4 separate regions of the Mus musculus genome follow, and regions 1, 2 and 4 are each linked to region 3. The links are chromatin contacts, called in public HiChIP or PLAC-seq and promoter capture Hi-C maps. All regions are on one chromosome and are shown on one strand. Each heading gives the region's core, a stretch centred on a gene start, on an enhancer-like site or on the middle of the called end of the contact. The rest is flanking DNA. Distances are from core to core; before and after follow the strand shown.

What was found. HiChIP or PLAC-seq counts read pairs in DNA pulled down with a chosen protein or histone mark. Capture Hi-C pulls out chosen DNA fragments and counts their contacts.
Region 1: an H3K27ac HiChIP or PLAC-seq map of double positive thymocytes shows a contact between it and region 3, with 3 times the contacts expected there. The contact joins the promoter of Aptx here to the promoter of Ubap2 in region 3. A contact is called at or near these places in 4 of 39 promoter capture datasets (cranial neural crest, maxillary cranial neural crest, pre-B cells and 1 more), 6 of 484 Hi-C or Micro-C datasets (CD4 T cells, CD8 T cells, effector CD8 T cells and 1 more), 3 of 115 datasets of contacts at active chromatin or transcription factors (double positive thymocytes, regulatory T cell precursor and trophoblast stem cells) and 2 of 9 other capture datasets (adipose tissue and liver).
Region 2: an H3K27ac HiChIP or PLAC-seq map of embryonic stem cells shows a contact between it and region 3, with 2.6 times the contacts expected there. The contact joins the promoter of Smu1 here to the promoter of Ubap2 in region 3. A contact is called at or near these places in 10 of 39 promoter capture datasets (the C10 cell line, the HPC-7 cell line, cranial neural crest and 6 more), 4 of 484 Hi-C or Micro-C datasets (CD4 T cells, CD8 T cells, LSK cells and 1 more), 11 of 115 datasets of contacts at active chromatin or transcription factors (bone marrow-derived macrophages, cardiomyocytes, embryonic forebrain and 5 more) and 4 of 9 other capture datasets (adipose tissue, embryonic stem cells, liver and 1 more).
Region 4: a contact with region 3 is called in a promoter capture Hi-C map of adipose tissue, with 3 times the contacts expected there. The contact joins the promoter of Ndufb6 here to the promoter of Ubap2 in region 3. A contact is called at or near these places in 6 of 39 promoter capture datasets (cranial neural crest, erythroid cells, liver and 3 more), 10 of 484 Hi-C or Micro-C datasets (CD4 T cells, CD8 T cells, double positive thymocytes and 4 more), 2 of 115 datasets of contacts at active chromatin or transcription factors (astrocytes and double positive thymocytes) and 2 of 9 other capture datasets (adipose tissue and liver).

Annotation. Positions count from the first base shown.
Region 1 is chr4:40,701,871-40,704,570 of GRCm38.p6, forward strand. Aptx (aprataxin) reads right to left here and starts at 1,324. Exons shown (of 8, transcript NM_001025444.3): 1 at 1,267-1,324.
Region 2 is chr4:40,756,448-40,759,147 of GRCm38.p6, forward strand. It overlaps Smu1 (smu-1 suppressor of mec-8 and unc-52 homolog (C. elegans)), which reads right to left and starts at 1,438. Exons shown (of 12, transcript NM_021535.4): 1 at 1,330-1,438. The coding sequence starts at 1,355.
Region 3 is chr4:41,273,691-41,276,390 of GRCm38.p6, forward strand. It overlaps Ubap2 (ubiquitin-associated protein 2), which reads right to left and starts at 1,445. Exons shown (of 29, transcript NM_026872.1): 1 at 1,350-1,445.
Region 4 is chr4:40,278,071-40,280,770 of GRCm38.p6, forward strand. Ndufb6 (NADH:ubiquinone oxidoreductase subunit B6) reads right to left here and starts at 1,351. Exons shown (of 4, transcript NM_001033305.3): 1 at 1,088-1,351. The coding sequence starts at 1,267.

The DNA.
Region 1 (2,700 bases), core at 74-2,573, 570 kb before region 3:
TGTTCTGAAGGCAGCTAGGAGAAGACTGGCTTCCATGCAACTAGGACAAGGGTCTTAAAGTCCACACCCACAGTGACACACCTACTCCAACAAGGCCACAGTTCCTATTAGTGCCACGCCCTGGGCCTAGCATATACAAACAATGACGTTAGGAAACCCAAATGACAGGGCAAGTGACATGAGGCCAGAAATCTATCTTGAAGCGCTGTTAGCACAAGAATTTTCTTCAACAATGGAAATGTAGTAAACCTTCAAGCCACACTGATAACTGAGCTTTTGAAGGGCCATTAACACAAGTAAGGAACTGAATTTCCAATTAAACTTAAAGTTGCATAAGCACAAGTGAGTGTGGACTAATGTCCAACACAGACTTGAACTTAAGACTCTCAGCTTCTAATTTCTCAGAGGAATTAGGCTAAGTATTTCACAGACTGGCTCCACTGGCCAACATCCTCACTCTTCCCTCCCCAGACATACATGCAGGCACCTTTACCTGCACATACCATCTTTCAAGAATGCAGCATGGCTCCTGGCTAATACAGGATATCCAGAAGTTTGAGGTTAGACTACCCTACATACTGTTACCCATCTTGAAGAAGAAAAAAAATTGTCCAAGCCCAGTGGCAAACGCCTGTATCCCATCACTGGGAGGTAGGGACAAGAGGATCAGAAATTTGAGGAGGCCAGCTGGGCTACAGGAGACCTCTAAAATTAAGTGGGGAGGAAGGGCCTCTTACGAAATCCCCAATATATGTCGATTTCTCAAAAGTAATTACCCAGCAATTCCAAATTGGTGTCATTTCAAAAACCCCTGCTTTGTTGAATCTCTGCATTGTAAAGAGAAAGACCTTACACTGCTTCCGGCATTCTTAAGGCCCGCTGGGGACACTGCTAGTGCACCTCGAGTTACTCTTGGAAGGCGTTTCTGGCAGAAACACTTTCCTGTCAGGCTGAACAGCCCCGCTGCATGGACTTTGTCCACTCTTATCTCTAAATCTTTTCATGCTGATCTGGCAGCCAACTAGGTACAGGAGCCGGGTGGGGATGGGGGGCGGGGAGGGTGGGAGGCCGGAACAATGCGGCGGAAACAAAACTCTGAAACACGCCCACCTGAGCAAGACCAAGGGGTGGAGCCTAATCCGCCCAGAAGAAAGAAACCTCGAACTCCACCCTCAAGGTCACCGCTCCGAGTTAGCAGCCCGGGCCAAATGCCCCTGCCCGCTTCTAACCCAGCAAACTACGAAGGCAGGCGGACCATTAACTTACCTCGACTGTGGACACCCACAAACTTCACGCTGCTCTACTGCGCCTCGCCGCTTCCGGTGCTGAGAGATGACGTCACAAACGGCTGCCTAGCAACCGGTGATGATTCCAGTATCTTTTCGAGAATTGGCTGGAACGTTTTCTCGCCCGATACCCAGGTAGAACAGTGGCGCTAGCCGCTAGTTGTCCCCCGTGAGGATAGCTCCTTTGCTCGCAGCCTCCCGGTTGTCTGAATCCGGAGAGATTTCAGACAGCAGTCTTCTGTGGCTCATCTACGCAGCCATGTCGCCTTTTAGCACTTCCTCCTCAGGAAGCTTGCTATAAGTTAAAGCCATCTTTGAAAGGGAAAGAACGAGGTTGGAGGTAGTGAGAGAAATTCGTTCTGTAGCCCAAATTGGTCTTGAACTCGCGAGAATCTCCTTAGATTCCCCCAGTGCTGGGATTGCAGATGTGAGCTACCAAACACAGCTTTGAAGCCATCGTTTAAACTACAGGCTGGAGTGCCTTACCACCCACGTTAAAATTACACTTTTCTTTCTCTCTATAAGGAGAAAAAAGACTGAAGAGAGAGACAGAGGAACCCTGCTAAGATTTTTTTTTTATGATGTCTTCTCTAAATGAACTGAGGGCAATCAGCAGGAGGTTGGGATGACATATGTGTACTGATTTTTATAGCAATTCCAGGACGTTCCCTGAAAGTCTTGTATTGTAAATCACTAAAGACTTCTTGGCAGATGAAAGAATTCCTATCTCGTGAGTAAAATCAGAGTGTAGAATCTGAAACGCAGTCGAAACTGAACCTTACGGAGGCCCCCTTTTTTGGGGGTGGGGGGGTTGTTTAGACAAGGTTTCACTGTGCCCTAGACTAATCACAAACTCAAGATCCCCTGCGTCTACCTCTGAAATACTGGGATGACAGGTCTTCGTCCCCACTCTCAGCTAAGAGCTCTTTTGTTTCTTGATCAAATGGGTTACTATTGTTTTCTTGAAAAAGCAGGCTCCACTGTCTGATGGAGATGACAAGACAGGATGGGAGGATGTCCCTGAGAGCAAGGGAAAGCCGTGCTTTTGTTGACAAAGAAGATGCGGGTGTATGTTAGGATCAGAGCAGGAAGGGAGGAGGAATCTCAAGCTGTACAAACCTCAAGGCTGAGAACGTGGTCCATAACTGCCTAAGACATCAAGGCAGATCTGGTGACCCGACAGTTTGCGTTTTCCCTCAGGATTAGGCCTCTTAGCCAAGACTTCTACGCAGTCTCCATTGTGTCTCGTACAGCTAAAAATTAAACTGGGTCATTTGTGCAGAATTGAGCAGAGTTTTCCTAGCCACTGTATTAGGTCTATTCCATTGTCTGCAGTGCACTGACCAGAAAAGCAAGGTTGTTTGGAACAATGCACGGTCAAGGGCGTGGCAGGCACTTAAGACATTCACTGGGG
Region 2 (2,700 bases), core at 188-2,687, 520 kb before region 3:
AACACGTTTTGTCGCTGTTTTATTTTTCTACACAGGGACCATCTGTTACTGCGTCATATTTTATTTACTGTTTTTGTCTACTGTCTGCCTCCCGCAATCAAAGCATATATTCATTTAAAGACGATTTATAAAGCTGGGGGTTGGCACACGTCTTTAATTCCAGCACTCCGGAGGCAGAGGCAGGTGAATCTGAGTCTGAGACTCACCTGGTCTACAGAGTGAGTTCCAGGACAGCTACGGCTTCACAGAAAACCTTGTCTCAGAAGCAAAACCCAGGAAAAAAACGACTTACATATAACTGAGTTAAAAATATGTATCTCACCGGGCGTGGTGGTGCACGCCTTTAATCCCAGCACTTGGGAGGCAGAGGCAGGCAGATTTCTGAGTTCGAGGCCAGCCTGGTCTACAAAGTGAGTTCCAGGACAGCCAGAGCTATACAGAGAAACCCTGTCTCGGAAAAAAAAAAAAAAAAAAATATATATATATATATATATATATATATATATATATATATATATATCGCTATGAAGAGGCTCAGGCTGGACTCCAGGCCTTCCTACTTGCCCATTTAATACTGCGATCATAGACGTGCATACTTCACATCCAGCTTCAGTCTTAAAAATACATAGCAGGTTTCAGACTCCGCCGACTTAATTAATAAACCTTGCTTTTCTGCAGATCTTCAGAACATGCGTATCTCTCCCCTCCACTCAGAACACAGCTGTTTGCTAATTTCATAATTTAATTTTACTTTTCAAAAAATAAAAGGCGGTGGGTGGAGTCCTGGGGAGTCCAAGCAAGACTCTTCAGTCACTCACTCCCCGCCCACCTGGCTCCTCGTCGCCGTCCCCGCCTTCACTAAGTCTCATTCTTCTGACTCAATCAATATTCAAATTCTGTGTCCACAAAGAGGTTCTCTCTCTCTGCAAATTGCAAACCAAATCAATACACCACACTGGATCTAATCAGATAGGAGAAGCAGCAGAGTCTTTGGGGTAACTAGTGCTTGGACCAGAAGGAAGAGCTGAGGGACTGGCGGACACCCGGGCAGCGCCGAGGGCGGTGTGGCTAGCAGAGGAAACCACAGTAGTCAGGTCTACTCGGTGTGCCCCAGCACAGCCCGACGCCGGGGCCCAGGGGCTCCAGACGGCCCGCCCCACGGCTGCTCTCTCGCGGGCCCATCTAAAGAGGGAGCCAACCCGGAAAGTGCTTCGAGGCCGCAACCTCCGGCGCGCAGCTCCCCCTCCAACGTCCTCCGACCACCCTCCACTCCACCCCACGCCACGCCGCGAACACGCCACGCCGCGAACACGCCACGGCAGGACTCACTCGGAAGACTCGATTTCGATCGACATAGCGGTAACGCTCCGGGTCCAGGCCCCACTCAGCACACAGCCGGTCGCACAACGCCGCGCGACACTTCCGGCGGCCGCGCTGCGACACTTCCGCTCCGTTAGGGTCTAAAGGGCGAAGGAAGAACACGCCCAGGTGGGCGGGGCGTGAGGGGCGGGGCCTCGCGAAAGCGTGGCAGGACTACGAATGCCCATCGGTTTCGCGAACGTACACACAGGTGGAGTCTTTCTACAGCCTTGGCTGTCCCGCCCTCCTCTGCCTCCCTAATGCTAGGATTAAAAGTGTGCGCTATCGCGCTCAGATCCAGCTAAGAATTAAGTTGGAAAAAGCTGCGGTTACGGAGAAAGAAATGTAACCAAATGCGAAGTTATAACAGATCTGAGACTCCTTTCAATATAGAGTTTAAATCATACCTTACTGGTATGGCATGACAGAGCTGAGGACATAGCTCAGTGATCAGAGTGTTTACCTAGCAAGTCAGACGCCCTGGTTCAATCCCCACTAATAAAAAACCATACATAAATATTGATGAATTTTATAAATAAAGGCTAGGGAAAAGGTGGGATGGACATGCAGCTTATAGCTGGCTTCAAACTAATTATATAGTTGAAGATGCCCCTACTTTCCAAGGGCTAGAATTACAGATGGCATCACAGTGCTTATCTCCAATAAGAGCTATTTTAAAATTCTATTGACAAAGTACATATATATGTATACACTTATATATATATACATATTCATACATATACATATACATATATATACACACACACAACACAGTGGCATGTCTATCTTGTGAAATTACATATTGAGATAGTTTAGGGATTTCTAATGGCTCTTGTCTACCTTCCACACAATTTCTTTACAGTCTCCTTTTTTCCCCCCAGTGCTAGGTATCAAAACCAGAGCCTTTCAATATAGCCGCTCATATGCTGTTTATGTTTTCATTTTTACTTGATTTTTGTTTGTTTGTTTTGTTGTATTGTGTTTGGTTTTTGACACAGGATTTCTCTTTGTAGCCCTGACTGTCCTGGAACTTGTTCTGTAAGCCAGGCTGGCCTTGCTGCCTGCCTCTATTCCTGAGTGCTGGGACTAAAGGAGGGAAATTTTTAAAAAGAGTCGTTTGAAACTAAGTAGAGAAAATGACATATGCTACTGTTACAATGAATGGGATCTTCTAAGGTGCTTGGATTAAAGAGGTGTATCACCATGCCCAGCTCTTTCACGTTTCAAATCACCTATTTCCCATCAACTCTAAAGAACACAGTCTCAGCCAAGCAGTGGTGGCACACCCCTTTAATTCCAGCACGGTGGAGGCAGAGGCTGGAAGCTCTGTGAGTTCAAGGC
Region 3 (2,700 bases), core at 195-2,694:
TAGTGTTTGACTGTAATCCATGCAAACTGAAATCCCAGCATAGAAAGACTGAAGCAAGAGGTGCATGGTGACTCATGCCTTTAATCCCAGTGCTTGGGAGGCTGATGCAGGTGGATCTCTATGGGTGCAAGGCCAGCCTGGTCTACAAAGCAAGTGGGGGACAGCCAAGGTTGTAACATGAAGAAACCCTGTAAAAACTATCGAGCGAGCGAGCGAGCTAGAGAGACTGAGACAAGAGGCTCTCAAGTTAAAAGCCAGCCTTGGCTAGGTAGTGCAACCCTCTCTCAAAAACGCCCTCCCAAAAAAAGGCATGCTCTTCAAATAAATGATCTCTGGGTACCTCATAGAATCACCTAAAAGCTCCAATTGTTACTGTACACAATTGCTGGAGAAAAGTAAAGAGTAGGCAGACTATGCACCTTGGAAATAAAGTAGAAAGGCGTATTAGTGGTAGTAAACTACGAGATTATGTTAAAGCAAAAAACTGCAGGAAGACTTCCAAGACCAACCCAAAGAGAAAACACGAATCCTAAGTGGTGACAGTTGACATGCCTGGGTAACTAAACCTGAAAATGCAGGGGGGAAGGTGGGAGAGCTGACTATGCCTGGGTAACTAAACCTGAAAATGCAGGGGGGAAGGTGGGAGAGCTGACTAGGAAAACTGAGCTGGAACGCACCAGGCTAAAGAATTTGTTTGAATTTCTAACAACGCTTTACAGTTCACAAGCACTCTTACCTCACCTTAAAGAATAAATAAACTATGACACCACCAGACTTCAATAGGGCATGAAGAGGAAACTCACAGAGTTTCAACTAACACCAAAGACCACAGTAATGAAAAGTAGTAAAATTGAACTATGCCTTCAGATTAAGTGGGGAGAGACTAGAGCGCAGAAGTTGGGCACTAAGACCAGTCCCAGGACAGGCGCCAGACTAGAAAGCTGAAAGGTGGTCCGGATGGGGCGACAGCGTGGCGGAGGAGCTCCTGCCAACGTGCAGGGACCGAGGTGGGAGAGAAAACCACACCCTCCAGGATAAAAACCCAAAGGGGGGGGAGGGGAAGGCGCCCCCTGGGGCTGGGTGGGGCCGGCCAACTAGGATGGGGGGTGGGGGGTGGAGCAGGAAGCACAGGGCAACCTGAGCGGGAGAGGAAAGAGAGTGCTCAGGCCTGGACACACTACGGAAACATGAAGCCAGCGAGGGAAGCTCGGCCCGATCCACCCGAGTAGACGCTGGGGCATCCCAAAGGGGGCTGGGAGTTCAGAAGACCTTAGCCCAGGTCCAGAAAGCATACACTGCAAGGTTCAGGGCCCTGGGAGGCAGGATGAAGGGGACCGGGTGACAATTACCGCTGCTGCTCTCGTTGGACTCGGGACCCGCCGCCGCCGCCGCTCGTTACCTGCCAATGTGCCTCTTACAAAGCGGCGGCGGCGGCAGAGGCGGCCCTGCCCGTCACGTGATCCCTACGTCACGGGAGAGGGTGGAGCCAGTACTTGAAGATTGAACGGGGTTACCCGGCTGGCTAACACAGCTCTGGGAGCTGAGCGAGAGGAACTATGTGGAGGCGGCGGAGATGGTGACATTGCTTGTGGTCAGAATTTCAGGGTCGTACTATCCGCCGCCTATAGAGAACCCACTATTAAAGCGTGCGGTCGCGCTATGATGACCTCAGAAACACTGCAAGATGCTCGATGCGTGCGGCTCTTTCGTCACGTGACATGGTGCAGCCACTCAAAGCAAGCCTGGCTTCTAGACGTTTTGAGGGCGAACTACAACTCCCAGAGTGCTGCGCGGCAAAGGCACTCTCTACGACCGCCTTTTCTCAGCGTGCTCCTAAGTACAACTCCTGATTCTGACTTATTCGAGCATCTTATGGCTAGCTTCCGAGTTAGTACCAATGGGTGCCACCTGCCAAGCGAACCAGCGTGGTTCCTGCTGGGAGGTGTAGTTCTGGCGGAGAGTGGGTCTAGCTCCCACGTTGCGAGGCTGGCGCTCCGCCCTGCCCTCTGCGCGGGAAAACGCCAACCGCCAGCTGCTGAGCCAGACACCCAGAACGTCCTCGGCTGAAGGCCACGAGACTTCAATGTAGTCAAATGTGGACTGCTTTCTGCATTCCCAACTCTCTTCTGCAGGAAACAACTACCATTCCTTGAACGCCAACGGGATGTTAGAGGTGTTCTAGCCCAAAAGGCTACTAGTATCGGACCGGTTTTGCAAATAGGAAAGGAAAAGTTATTTTCTGGCATAAGAAACCTAAATCAGGTTTTCCTTGTTGAGAAGTTACCTGATCCACCTCTTAGTAAAGATGTTAACCTCAGGAGATTAAGCAAAAGTAATGGAGTTTTGTTGTTTTTTGATTTTTTGAGACAGGGCTTCCCTGTTTTGGAACTTGCTTTGTAGACCATACTGGCCTCAAACTCACAGAGTGCTGGGAGTAAAGGCACGTGACACCACAGGCCGACTCAAATAAAGATTAATCACTAGCATATCTTTAAAAAATAAATAAATAGATAGATGTTGCGCTGGAGAGATGGCTCAGTGGTTAAGAGCACTGACTTCTCTTCCAGAGGTCCTGAGTTCAATTCCCCGCAACCACACGGTGGCTCACAACCATCTGTAATGGGATCCAATGACCTCTTCTGGGGTGTCTGAAGACAGCACAGTGTACTCACATACATTAAATAAATAATTTTTTTTTAG
Region 4 (2,700 bases), core at 101-2,600, 1.0 Mb before region 3:
CCTCCCTCTGCAGAGATCCTCGGCTATCCTCCTGCCTCAGCCTCTGGAGCTGCTGTGATTACCAACATGCGCTGCTTACTCTCCCTAGCATGAGCTACCTTATTTTTCAATGTGTGTGGAACAAAAACCAAACCAACTAACCAAACAAAAACATTCCACCACTACCAACTATGTGTGATAATTATTTTACAAATTTCTAAATGGAACATATTTCCTGACAGATTGGGGCTGACCTACCAATTTCAGTATTTTCACTAACTCTGAGGCTTCCTATAGAATATCCATAGATTCTAAGACAGAATAAGCACCATTCTGCAAGACATAAGGCATTGTTGTTCAAGAAACCAACCAACCAACCAAGACTTTGTACAACTACTACTTCTACTTCTACCACAATTACTGGAAGGAGCTGAAAGCAATTCCCACACAATGTTCGCTACTCATCATTGATGTGATTTAATAGCAGTCTCCAAGAAAATATCTGGAATCCTTACAATAAAAAGCAGTCCTTGAGTGAACGGTTTTTCTGCCTGGAGGTCATGGAATGCAATTTAAAAGTAACTAAAAGTGTGTTAAACGTACACAGTGATGCGTAGAAAGGGAGCTTTAGAGTCTGACAAAGCATACCAAATAGAACCCTGTCTTCTGTTGCGACCCCATGGGGCTGTACTATACCAGCTGGCCAGTCTCTGGCACCTCAACCCTACCCACCGCGTAAGTGTTCTCAAATACTGAAATCACAGCCTGTGATCTCAGTTAATTCTGACCAGTTTAACCCGAGAAAAGGTATCTACACTCGAAAGAACTGCATGTGCGGCGAGCGTCTTGTAAAACCTAAGACCCGACTTCTCAGTACACCTGACAGCCACCTGCTCCTGGACTCCAGACCCCAGCCCTGAACAATAGCGACCTGACAGCGTCTCCGCTAAACCTGAGCCCCTGGACTGATTGTCCCTTGGGGCCCTCCCGGGTATGCGGGCTCTGGACAGGGTTGGGCCTTGATGGAACTGAGAGGAGTGGGCTGGGAGGCTTGGCCAGGCTGCGACCCGGGGTGGGAACCCGGACACCCGTGTGGCTCATCACTCACCATGTTCTTCCACACGGCCCCGTCCCGCAAAAAGTTATCCCAGAATCGCTCCAGGGGCCACATCCTGCGCGGGGGCAACACGGGCTCCCGGGGACTCAGCTCCTGGTCCTTCAGCCATCGTCTCCTTAGCTCCCGCAGCTGCTGCAGCCGCAGCTTCTCATCCGGCGTGTACCCTGACATGTTGCCGACGAGCCTACACAGGACCGGTCACTGACCTGCCCCTCCCGCTCCGCAAAGCGACCTTGAGGCGCCTGGAAGCGGCGCGGAGTGATGACGCCACACCAGCCCCGCCTCTGGGGGCGGGCCGACTCCTTCGCGGAAAGCAGGCTCTGCTCATGCGCAAAGCCCTCTCTTGGACCCTGGGTTTTAACAACCTGGGTTAAGTATGAGCTCAGGAAGGTCCCTGAGTTAAGAACTAAGTGGGCGGTGTTGGAAAGTGTGAGAAGTCCTGGGGCTAGGGTTCAGAGAAAGAACTTGTAGGGGAGGGGACCGGAAGAACAAGGACGATGGTTTAGCGAACCTCTGCCTCGCCCCCTTGAATTCTCTTCTTGACCGAGAGACACTTGCGTCCGAATTTGGCTCCCACCTCTTTCGTAACCCGCTAAGTAATCTTGAGCGCCTATCTCGGTTTTCTTCCCTCTCTGTACTGCAGAAATAAAGAGCACCTTATTTGGGAGGCTTCCATAGGCTCGCTCACTCTTTGATTCTGCCGGCCCACTTTGTAAGACATCCCAAAGGTATGGCAGTAAAAATTTGTAGGGGTGTGCACGAATATTCGTCACAACACGATATGTAATAGCAAAACATTGAAAAATCACCTCCCAGATTTCAGAATAGAGGATTAGTGGGAAAGCTTATAGTACTGTAAAGCATTGGTATGCTACTGCCATAAATGAGCCTTCTATTCATAACTGGAGTAACTTCTACAATCTATTGATAAGTTAAAAAAATAAATAAGTAAATAAAACCAACTACACCAAGTATGCTACCTTTTATCCAAAAGCAGGGAGAGTAGTAGTGATACTAAATATATATACATGCTCTGAAAATTTTAGAGTAATAAATGAAAATAATTTTGTTATTTGTATTTGGTTTTGGAGACAAGATCTCATGTTGGCTTTGAAATTGCTATTTAGGGAGACTGGACTTAAACTCCGAATTCCCCTGCCTCCACTACTCATGAGCTAGATGAAGTACACCAGTATGCCCAACCTAACTACTGCTTCAAACACCACCACCAATATTATATAGGGAAGATAGGATAGACACAAAAGTAGGAACTAGGGAGTTTGGAGGTGGCTTAGCGGTTAAGAACACTTACTGCTCCGTCAGAAGACTGAATTAGGAGAATCTAGCTACATGGTGGGGCTTCTGGAACCTGAGTGTTCTCCAGCAGAGAAGAATATGATTTATAAGGCTCTCTCTAGCGAACCAGAACTGGGGAAGTTTCTAAGACCAGTAAGCAACTTGATTAGCAGGTTTCTCTGGTCAAAGATGAAAACATTTCAGCATCAGTAAGTATGAATTGAATGATTTTTAAAATATAAAACACGTCACACATAACCAAGTCAAAATACTTTATTAAAAAATCTCGTTTTTGATTTTTGGATGAT